Linked DNA regions of Sus scrofa: region 1 is linked to region 2. A link is a contact called in public Hi-C data. All regions are on one chromosome and are shown on one strand. The core of a region is the stretch at or near the end of the contact, and the rest is flanking DNA. Distances in the headings are between cores, read along the strand shown. Region 1 overlaps CABIN1 (calcineurin-binding protein cabin-1). Region 2 overlaps CABIN1 (calcineurin-binding protein cabin-1).

Region 1 (5,518 bases), core at 212-2,711, 36 kb before region 2:
TGGTGCCAAGTGCCGTGTGGAAGGCCTGAAGGGGCCAGTGGCCAGCCAGGACCCTTTGTGGAGACGGCACTCAAGCTGTGTCAGGGCAGTGATAGAAAATGTAGTTAGTGAAAGAAATTACATGAAAACAATGCTAAATGGCGTTTAAGTAAAGAGTGTCTATAATTCTACCAAATGGATTTTTCCCCTTGGTTTTCTTGCGCTTTCTGTCTGGACTTGGTTAGTATATCTGTACTTTTATATAGCTGTGATTATAATACATGTATTTATGTACTTATTCAACTAGCTTAAGCTTGAATTTATTGGGGTTTTCCTCAGTAATTTGGCAATTCAGCAAAGTGGACAGCAAAGAAGGTCCACTATGTTCAGCGACCATGGAGCCCACCAGCTGGTTCCTTTCTGCCACTCGCTCTCTCGCCTGAAGTCCTTTCCTTTCCTCCCTGGGTGTTTGTCAACTGGTCACTTCCCATGAATAAGAACCCCTGGCTCTGACGGATTCACAATGGGGGAGACAGATGGGACCACCAAAACTCCAACAGTGCCCTGCATGAGTGGCCTGGGGAGAGGGGGACATCCAGCTGAGGCCTGATGGAGCTGGGCAAAGGGCACAGCTGGGCAGGGACCCAGCAGAGTGGGCTGTGTGTGTTGGACTTGGGAAGGAGCCAGACCAGAAAGGCTGTCACACCCTTTTGTAAGCCTCTGTCCACTTTGTTCTGCAGTCTCTGTGGAGCTGGTAAGAAATACTCTGCTTTTTTTTTTTTTTTTTTTTTTTGGCCACGCCCATGGCATTCAGAAGTTCCCAGGCCAGGGAACCTGTGCCACAGCAAACAGTGGAGGGGCTGAGCCTTGCCACTCCCACGCTCACCCTGTCTGTCCGTCTGGTGTCTTCCCAGTGATGGCTGAGCCACCCATGCTCCCCTCCTCCCTCATGCTGCTCAACACAGCCCATGAATATCTGGGCCGGAGATCCTGGTGCTGCAACTCTGATGGGGCTCTGCTGCGATTCTATGTAAGTGCTGCGGGACTTGCCTGCCCGTCCCTTGCTGCTGCATGTTTGTGACCGCTCAGAGTTGCCAGACGTCCGAGCTTGGTTTCCCTGTGACCCGAGGCTGGGAGCTCTGGGGACCTTGAGCTGTGGGTGGATGTGGATCCTCTGGTCTTTACTGAGTCTGTTACATGTCAGGCATGGGGGCTGACTGGGTTACCCTAGCAGTAATTCTAGGAGTGATCACTGCATTCACCACTGCCTTCTGCTGGGTCCTGTTTGCCTGGCAGCACTGGTCGTTCCAGCTACTGCTCAGTCAGTAGCCAGTGTGTTTGTCCAGTCAGTAAATGCTAGGGAGCACGACCAGGCCTCCTCTCACTTGCCAGCTGAGATTGACCAAGCTCGCTGAGGACAAGGCGGTGATCCTTGTCCCCTGCCTCACTGTTGAGTGGGAAGCCAGGTGGCACACAGACAGGTGTCAGAGCCCGGAGTGTCACCCAGCCCAGCTTGTCATGCCCATTAATAGACGTGGTGGAACTGAGCTACACCCACCACCTGCAGATCACCCGTGGCTGCTTATACAGCTCTGTGGCAGCCTGGGAAGCCCCAGCTACCAAAATATTTGCTGTCTACTCTTTAAGCAAAAGTTGCCAACCTCTCCTCGGCACACTCCCTGGGCTGCAGCCTCCCTCCAGGGTCTTTCTGTCTCCTCTGTGCCCTCTGCTCCCCCATGGCTCTCGCCACCTGTCACCTTCTAGCATGCCATTTTATTTATTGTTTGTCTCTTCTCTGTTGAGATGCACCTTCCATGCAGTTAGGAATTTTGTTAGTTTTGTTCACTGCTGCATCCAGGGCCCTAGCACACAGTAGGTGCTTAATATATGTGGGTAGAAGGAGTAACCGAGGCTGCGACTGTGTAGAGCTCATGTGCATGTAGGACTTCACAGTTTGCAAAGCTCTGGTGCTGAGGACGTGGAGCCTTGCCAAGGGACCCTTCCAGCTCAGGGCCCTGGAGCTGGCTAGTGTCCAGGGGCTCCAGCCCCAGCTGTGGATGCCAGAGTGTCTGCCCCACCTTGTGAGCTCCGAGGGCAGAGCTGTGCCAGGCGGGGTATGTACTGTCTGCCCGGCTGCCCTGGGATCTGCCGCCCCTGCCCTGCCAGTGAGTATGCAGGAGGCTGTGCCTGCCCCACCTCCCCATGCTGCCTGGGGCCCTGCAGCATGTGTGGACTGGGGGGGGCGTGGTTAAGAGTAGAGGGCAGGTGGCAGGGGCCATGACTATATGGCCTGCTCCCAGGTTTTCTTAGTCTGTCCCTTTTGTGATGGACTGTGAAATTTCTCTTAAGCATGGCTCCTTTGCTTATTGCTTTTATTAATTCTAGTGGGTTATAGACTTCTTGAATTTCCTGGGTAGACAGTCATATCATCCATAAATAGCTATTCCCCCCACTTCAGTCCTTATAGTTCTTTTTTTTCCCTTGTCTTATGCTGTTGGCCACAGGTCAACAAAACCTTTTCTGGAAAGGGACAGATAGTTTTTTAGCCTTTTAGGCTATAGATCTCTGTTGAAATTACTTGGCATGCCCTTTGTAGCCCCAGAGCAGCCATAGACAGTAGGTGAAGGGAAAATGCAGGAGCTCTGGCATAGGGTGAAAGCCACAGCTCAGATTGGATTGGACCCCTAGCCTGGGAACCTCCATATGCCGCAGGTGCGGCCCTGAAAAAGACAAAAAGGCCAAAAAAACCTAAATAAATAAATACAAAATAAAAATAAATAAAAGTGTAAATGCCATTCTTAGCTGCCAGGCTGTGCAGAAAGAGGCAATGCAGGGTTTGCCTGGGAGCTTTTGCCCCTGTCCCCGCACCCCCGGTCTAGAGAGCACTTTTGCCACCACCACCCCTCTGCCCCCACCCTCAGGAAAGTTTATACTGTTGACTTTGTTTATTTAGTGATGATAGGTTTGTTTAGATTTTTTCTTCTAAAGTCAGTTACATGTTTGGAATAATATCCACGTAAGCATAAAATCGTTCATGGTGTTTGCTTATGACTTTAAGTCTCCATAGTACTTGTAGTTATGCCTACTTTTTCATTGCTAAAATCATTTATTTGTGCTTCTTTTCCCTTTTTTTGGAAAACCAGTCTTTCATGAAGTTTATCGGAATTAGATTTTCCCCAGATACTAGCTATTGGTTTATGGATCCTTTTTTTTTTTCTTTGCTTTGTAGTTCTTTAATTGCCACTTTAGTATTTTTTACTTGCTTTGGATGTGCTTTGTGTTTTTTCTAACTTACTAAAATGAATGCTTTGTTTAGTGATCACTCTTCTAATACCTGTTTGGAAGATTGTAAGTTTATCCCAAGTACATTTTTAGCTACATGCCACAAGTTTTGATATCATTTACTCTAAGTAATTGATTTCTAACTGTATTGGATTATATTCAGAGGATGTGGTCTATATTATACCTGGTCTTTGTTATTTGTTGAGACTTGCTTTTTATCTAGTTGTGGTAAACATACATGGATGCTTGAAAAGGTGTGTGTTTGCTAATAGTTGGGTGTGTCAGTACTTGTGGCATCTGACTCCCAGGTGTCATCACCTCTGTGGTCCTCACTGATGTGTGTCTGTGAAAGTCTGATGGGCTCGTATTCAGTTCACACCTCACCTTTGGAATATGAACTTCCCAAGGGCAGACAGGTGTCTCACTCTGCCTGTGGAAGAAGGTGCTCAGTGGGTATTTGGGGCCAGATGAATGGCTAAGTAAGCACGTGTAGCAGAAACTGCTGGAGACTGACTGGGGTTCAGACCCTCCGGGGTGGAGGGGCTACAGCCCACTCCCAGGCACCTCTTCCTGCCACTGCCCTAGGTGCGCGTCCTCCAGAAGGAGCTTGCTGCGTCCCCCTCTGAAGACACTCACCCCTACAAGGAGGAGCTGGAGACGGCCTTGGAGCAGTGCTTCTACTGCCTGTACAGCTATCCCAGCAAGAAGAGCAAGGCCAGGTACCTGGAGGAGCACTCGGCCCAGCAGGTGAGGCGGGGCCTGTGCCTCCCAGGTGGACTGCACTGCCTGGAGGAGGGGCTCTCCTTGCAAACACTAGTTTTCATGAACATTGACTGAAAATTTAAAAACGCAGCCTGGCACTTTTCAGTATATTCTTCCTCCAGTTTAGTCACTGCACAGAGTCCCCACCATGACCCCACACAACATGCAGCTCAACCCTTGCCCAGAGCAAGCGCTCAGTCAGTATTTGGCAACCAGGTGACTGATCAGGCGCTGAGGTGTGGAGGCATCAGTGGCCTGCCCCTGCCTCACTCGCCGTGGGACCAGCTCTCTGGCTTGGCCCCCTGAACTCACTCTCTGCCCCCACGCTTGTCCTGAGGAGACCAGGCCTGTGCCAGCTTGTACAGTAGGGTTTGGGGACCGCCGTTGGTGAGTAGGCTCTTATGTATGTGGGAGTCACTTCAGGCTCCATAGTGGATGTGGTTTCATCTACACTGAATGCGTGTGTTTCTTGGAATGGCTCTTCCTGTGTGCCTCACCTGGCCACACTGTGACCTGCCTCTGTCTTGTGTCAAGGTGGACCTGATATGGGAGGATGCCCTCTTCATGTTTGAGTACTTTAAGCCCAAGACCCTCCCTGAGTTCGACAGCTACAAGACCAGCACTGTGTCAGCCGACCTAGCCAATCTCCTAAAGAGAATTGCCACCATCGTGCCCCGAACTGAGCGGCCGGCCCTGAGCCTGGACAAGGTCTCCGCCTACATTGAAGGCACCTCTGCTGAGGTGGGATCCTGTGCAGGCCGCGTCCCCTCTCTGCTCTGCACCAGACATCAGGGCACTGGGCAGTGAAGGGTCCTGGCCCCACCTCCCTCATCCTGCCCTCTCACCTGCCAGGTGCCCTGCCTCCCAGAAGGGGCTGACCCCTCCCCTCCCGTGGTGAACGAGCTCTACTACCTCCTGGCTGATTACCACTTCAAAAACAAGGAGCAGTCCAAGGCCATCAAGTTTTACATGCACGACATCTGCATCTGCCCCAACAGGTCAGCAGGCTTCTCATGGGGCCAGTTTGAGGTTTGTTGCCCACAGCGAGGAGACAGGGGAGAAGGCGAGGGCGGGTTAGCAGGGCCCTGAGAGATCAGCTGCTGTGGACTCTCGCTTCTTCCACTGCAGTGTCTTTGCTGTGGCTATTTTCTCGTTTGGGGGTGGGGGCGGGGAATAATGGAAACACCCAGGCCAGAGCGCTTTCCTCTCTCTGAGTCAGTGCTATCGGCAGGAGAGCCCATTGTCCGTGAGGCCTGTGCTCTCTTCCCAGTGGGCCCTTTGGTGGCTTTTTAAAACACAGTGATTGGCCTGCCTGTCCTGAAGGAACCGTCAGGCTCATCCATCTGACATGCTGATGGAGAACCACCCCCCACCCCCCCTCGGGAAGGTCAAGGTGAACACCAGGCCTCTCTGTGCTGACTTGCGTCTGAAGGGTCCAGTGGCATCTGCAGGCAGCCTTCCCAGGAGTTCTTGGGAACGGAGGTTCTACCTCGTC
Region 2 (5,446 bases), core at 1,516-4,015:
TTGGAGTTCCCTGGTGGCTCAGCAGGTTAAGGACCCAGCATTGTCACTGCTGTGACTCAGGTTACTGCTATGGCACAGGCTCGATTGCAGGCACAGCCAAAAAAAAAACCCCAGTCATATGTCTGTCCTCTAGTTTACCTGCCACCCCTGTTAATGGGCGTTTAGTTGTTGTAGGCAGCGCCCGTGCACACATCTCTGCACGTGTGTGGGAGACCACTTCTAGGATAAACTCTGAGAGGCAGAAGTGTTTGCTGTGCCTTGAAGTTTGAGGCCATACCCCACAAGGTCGAGCCCCACCTCAACTCTGAACTCAGGGACTTTCTCTGTTAATGAACTGACCCATACATTCTCTTCAGTGGGTCATAAACACTCGTGTTCTGTTCAGCATGAATGGGATGGAATGTGATAACGGGTGAGCAGCTTTAATTTTTTTCTATGCAGTTTCTACTCTTGTTCATTTTCCTGTTGGATTATTGGCTCTTTTTAAAATTAATCTGTAAGAACTCTTGATATATTAGTGAAAGGGGCCTTCTCTGATGTTGTGCAAACTTTTCTTCTGAGCCGGGCTTGTGGCTTAGTCTCCCCACTCTCCTGCTAGTCTCCTTTCCTTGGGCTCCCATCACTTGCCAGAGGAGCAGCCAGTTAGGTAATGAGAGTGCCCCCCTCTGACCTGGGGCTCAGGAAGAGACTCCCTCTCTCCCTGCCCCCTCAGTGGGGGTGCTTTGGCCCAATCTGACTTTCTCCTGTGGGTGAGACACCTGTTTTCCCAACAACGAAGTTTTGGAGGCCAGCCCTTCAGACGCCTGTCCCCAGCACATCAGAAGGGCGGCCAGGTGCTATGAGCCCTTTCCCCGCTGGGCTCACTCTCCATAGCTCCTCCTGTGGTTTCCAGAGCCTTCCAGAAAGTGAATCCCCCCAGAAGGGCAGTCAGGCTGTGCCTGCAAGGGGGACACAGGCCATCATCTGGGTAATGCTGCCCCCACAGCTAGAAGCCCTGTAGGAACCGGGGAACCCCAGGCTGAACGGGACGTTTTGGGTGGTCCTGCCTCTTCTGGGTCAGCCTTTGTTCCTCTGTGCTTCCCAGTGAAAGGTGAACCTCTGGGCAGAGGGCAGACAGATGCTTGCACCCCCTTCATGTGGTACCCAGGGGCAGGCTCCCCACTGGCTGGTGGCAGATGGCCCTTGCCGATCCACACACTCTTTCCTTGCGGCTGCTACAGGTGGACCCTCGGGCTGGCTCCCAGCCATGCCTCGCAGCCAGCATACTGGAAAGTGCTGGCCCTGCATGCGCTCAGCATGCATTTGTCCTCTGTAAACTTCCCTGCCACGTTTACAGAGGAGTGTTTAGGGCGGCCCTGGGCTGACTGCTGGTGGGACCTTGTCGGCAACTGTGCTGTGGCTCGGGATGAGCGGGCTGCCCGTCTCCCTTCCAGTGTGCACTGGGGGTTACTGCTTCGACCTGGGCGGGGGCTGACCCTTGGGAGGATGTGAAGGGAGGCTGATGAAGGGCCTTCGGCACTCTGACCTGCTGTCTTTGAAGCCCCCATTGCCTCAGGGCTTGGGCTAGGAGACCTACCTGTTACTTTTTAGTGCTAGTTTTTGAAAACTGTGAGCCACCTAAGGCCATGTTGTCAGACACACGCAGTGGAGCCCACACCCCTGGTCCCACCTCCAGGCACCCTGCCCTTCTTCGAGCACCTCTGTGAACGGCTTGCTGCTCTTTTTTCAGGGGCATGTGTACAAAATCATATAAGTTTGTTATGCAGCTTCTCTCACGCACATTGTGTGTGTGTGTGTGTGTGTGTGTGTGTGTGTGTATGTGTGTGTGTGTGCGCGCGTGTGTGCGTGTGTTTGTACAGGGAGAGGGCTTTTGGGTAACTTCTGTTTTCTCACAGGCAGGCACTAAGCCTTGGAGACCTTCCCTAGGAGAGGGGCAGTCTGCCCGGGCCTGGGATCCTCTGGTGGGTGGTCACCCCCGCTCATCTGTGCCAGGGCCACATCCTCTTTGTGTCCCAAGGAGGTGCTCACTGCATGTCTGTGTATCATCTCCCTGGAGCTGGCTCCAGGTGTGTGCCCCTGGCCTGGCCAGTGCTGGCTGCTGTGGGCCCTGCTGAAGGACACTTGTAGGCTTGTGGGAGAGCCCTAAAAGCTGGTCCCCCCGTATGGGCCCCTGTAGGGTGCTGTGGGGCAAAGGGAGAGGCTGGGACCCACGAGGAGTCCTGTGGGCTGGAGGCAGGGCTCCTGCTGAAGGTGGGTGCTGCTCAGCCAGGGAGCAGGCAGGAGAGAGTGTGGGGCTGGAATATCCTGAGAGCAGCACCAGCTGGGCCTTGGTGGGGAACATGAGGGGCCAGCAAAGGGCTGGGTGTGTGTAAGGAATTGGGGGGCAGGTGGCCTGGGCCCTGTGGCAGAGACGCGGCACATAGCAGCCCAGCCATGTGGCTGGAGGAGCGTCTGAGGGAGAGGAATGTACCTGGCGTGTCTCCAGCCCAGCCGTCGCACAGCTTGACTGAGGCAAAAGCTTCCACCACCTTTTCATATGCCGTGTGGGGAACAGGCTAGATCCTGGGCAGGGCTTGTGTCCAGGGCTCGTGTCTGGGGTAGGTCTTAGGCCCACCTGAAGGCACATCACCCCAGGCCTCTCCCTGCTGACCTGGTCTTTGCAGATCAGAGCTGGCGTGGTTGGACATTTCCGGTCAAGGTCCTGTGGCCTTCCCTGCCCTGGCTCATTCTGGCCTGGGCCCTGGGGAGGGGCAAGCAGAAGGCATGTGGCATGTGACCTTCTCAGGTGAACTGGGGGTGGCGTGGGGCAGGGAGGACACAGAGGCCTGGGGGGAGGCAGGGAAGCCAGGCTAGGGCCTGAGCCTGAGGGCACTGCTGAGAGGGGCTGTCCATTGCAGAGGAGGCCAGGAATGCACAGTGAAGGCCCAGAAGGACACTTGTAGGCTTGTGGGAGAGCCCTAAATGCTGGTCCCCTTGTGTGGGCCCCTGTAGGGTGCTGTGGGGCAAAAGGAGAGGCTGGGACCCACGAGGAGTCCTGTGGGCTGGAGGCACGGCTCTCGCTGTAGGTGGGTGCTGGACTCATGTGTGGTATGCACTTTCAGGTGGTGGGCCCGTGGAGGCTGGAGCTGGGCTGCTCTGTCCAGGGCGAACTTCCATCCTCCTTGTAGCAGATTCGGAAATGTTCCCATAGTAACCAAGCTAGAGATGGCTCTCCCTCCTTCCCCAAAATGTTTGCTGATTTTAGCAGGCAGGGTTTTTTTCTTGTTTCAACCCAGTTTCCAGCCACCATGAAAGAAGCACAGGGAGCGGGTGCCTGGCCAGCCCTGTTCCCACTTCTCCCTGGCTGTGTGGGTGGCAGCAGCTGTGGCCAGGGTTTGAGGGAATGGAAGGGAGATGCTGTTCTGCTCCCTCCGGGCTGCCCTGCCTGGGCCCCCCACCCTATGTGGGGGTCTGCCTGCAGCTCAGGCAAGCAGCTTGCGGCTGGCGGTAGCCCTGGGTCACTGAGAAAAGCACAGACTCTGGACCCTGGTGGGCTTGGCTTCCAGCCACTAAACCCATTGGCAGGTAGTCGTGCAGGTGGACAGGAGCCCTGGGCACACACTTGGCTCACTCTTGGCCCATCTCACAGCTCGCCCTGAGCTTGGGAAATTGGGCTGCAGGGCTTATCTGTGGATCTGCTGGTGCTTTCCAAGGGCAGTGCAGGTACCAGAAGGGGTGTGGCTGTAGGTGGGGCTCCAGGTCCTGCCCTGGCTCAAGTGGGACAGCCTGAGATGTGGCCGTTGTCTCCACCTACCACCTGGGCACCTCTGCGTGGCCTGGCTCAGCCGTTGGCACCCATGGCACAGGCAGTGCTTGTGCCTTCTTGGTCACTGCTGCAGAGTACCCCACTGTCTGGCTGTCCCTGGTGGGGTACGGGCTTCAGTGCTCCACTGCTTCACATGAGTGTGCCTTCCCGGGTCTGCATCCTTGCCTGTGCTGGGGGTTCTGGACAGGTGCCCAGCATTCCCACTCAGCTTGGCGTTCTGCCAGGCCAGGCACCCTCTAGCCAGCCACAGCTCTGCTCCTCAGGCACTCAGACAAAAGGTGACTGATTTTGCCCCATCTGTGGGGGTGACCAGGGATACTTGAGCTCCTTCTCATGCCCGGGGCCAGTGCCTTTCCCCGGCTTGGGCACCTACAGGCTCCCCATGCCCCCAACATGGTTGTTTGTCCTCACTTCCTGTTGCTGATACTGATGGGAGTTATTATGGTCATCAGGACTTGTCTTGTTAAATGTTCTTGCCCTGGAGCCCCAGTGCTCATGAGGCCCTAATTTGGGAGGAAGGCCCCCTGGTTGGTCAGCCTGAGGCCAGAGCAGACATCTGGGTGAGAACCAGGCCCCCCCTCTTATCCAAAGCCCTCCCAGTTGGCTGTGTGACACGTGGAGTCCCCCACCTCCACCTGCTTGCAAATGTTGGTGACATGGAGGGGTGGGGGCAGTGAGCCCACCTAGCAGGCCAGGGACCTCTGAACTCAGGCCCAGCCCACCCTAAGGCCTTGCCTAGCCTCCCTCCCTGGGGAGAGAGCCAGTGGGCCAGGTGAAGGCTGGGGGTGCTGGTCAGGGCACAGCCTCAAAAGCCCAGTGCACCTGGCCACCCAAGGTAGGGCCTCATCTGAAACAGCATTGCCCTTGCCCCAGTGCACCCCACATAGTGCCTGGTACACATGAGGCCCCCCCGTCCTTGAGGGAATCCCTGGAGCAGGACCAGCTAGAGGACAGCAGCCCCATGCAGGGCAGAGCTCGCCCTGGCCAGGCCTGGGGTCTGTGCCCCAAACAGCAGCCTCCTGCTGCAGGGCCTACCCAGCCTTTCTCCTGACACCCTGCTAGTTCATGCAGCCCCCTGCCTCACCCCTACTCACCCACTCCTCAAGCTATGTCACTGGTGTCACCCCCAGATGTCAGCCCCAGTTTCAGAGCCTTTGTTGGCACAACCTAGGGAAGAGGTGTTGGTCTCTACCTAGTTAATTACACGCACCCCCCTGGCAGCAGCAGATCCGTGCAGCCGACCAGTGGTAATTGAGCCCCAGGGCACCCACAAGGGGTGTTCCAGCCCCATTACAGCTCCTCCGGCGCAGAGCCCGCCTGCCTGCTCTGCCCAGCTGTCAAGATGGGAAGTGCCCCCTTGGCAACAGACCCACAGCTTTTCAGAAGTTGGTCTCACCCACGTCACCGTCCCTCCATTTAGGCCCTGCTATGACCAGGTCATGTTCCACCATGGCTTGTCCCTCTGCCCATACCTCAAGGCACATGTCTCAGTGTTAAACCTGCTGCATGCCCAGCCCTGGGCCAGCTGCATTTGCAGCAAGGTCCAGGGTCCACAGGCCAACCCACAAGGCTGGATTATCAGTCTTGTGTCATGGAGGCGCCAGGGAGTAAGGCACCTTGGCCGAGGTCCCACAACCATCT

The links. Hi-C and Micro-C count contacts between places; a contact is called where the count stands out from the background.
Region 1: a Hi-C map of liver shows a contact between it and region 2, with 20 times the contacts expected there. The contact joins two enhancer-like sites. A contact is called at or near these places in 1 of 5 promoter capture datasets (liver), 6 of 47 Hi-C or Micro-C datasets (embryonic fibroblasts, epiblast stem cells, liver and 1 more) and 1 of 2 datasets of contacts at active chromatin or transcription factors (skeletal muscle).

The regions. Positions count from the first base shown.
Region 1 is chr14:49,748,239-49,753,756 of Sscrofa11.1, reverse strand. CABIN1 (calcineurin-binding protein cabin-1) reads left to right here. Exons shown (of 37, transcript XM_013983138.2): 19 at 894-1,009; 20 at 3,847-4,008; 21 at 4,558-4,764; 22 at 4,876-5,021. Among named protein-coding and RNA genes, the nearest start is that of CABIN1, 37 kb to the left of the region's middle. Within about 2 kb of position 1,461, at least 5 of the 83 cell types and tissues checked have an H3K27ac peak or open chromatin away from gene starts, as enhancers often do. A contact at or near this core is called in liver, where this site is marked.
Region 2 is chr14:49,713,405-49,718,850 of Sscrofa11.1, reverse strand. The region is part of intron 29 of CABIN1 (calcineurin-binding protein cabin-1); the gene reads left to right. Among named protein-coding and RNA genes, the nearest start is that of SUSD2, 32 kb to the right of the region's middle. Within about 2 kb of position 2,765, at least 9 of the 83 cell types and tissues checked have an H3K27ac peak or open chromatin away from gene starts, as enhancers often do. A contact at or near this core is called in liver, where this site is marked.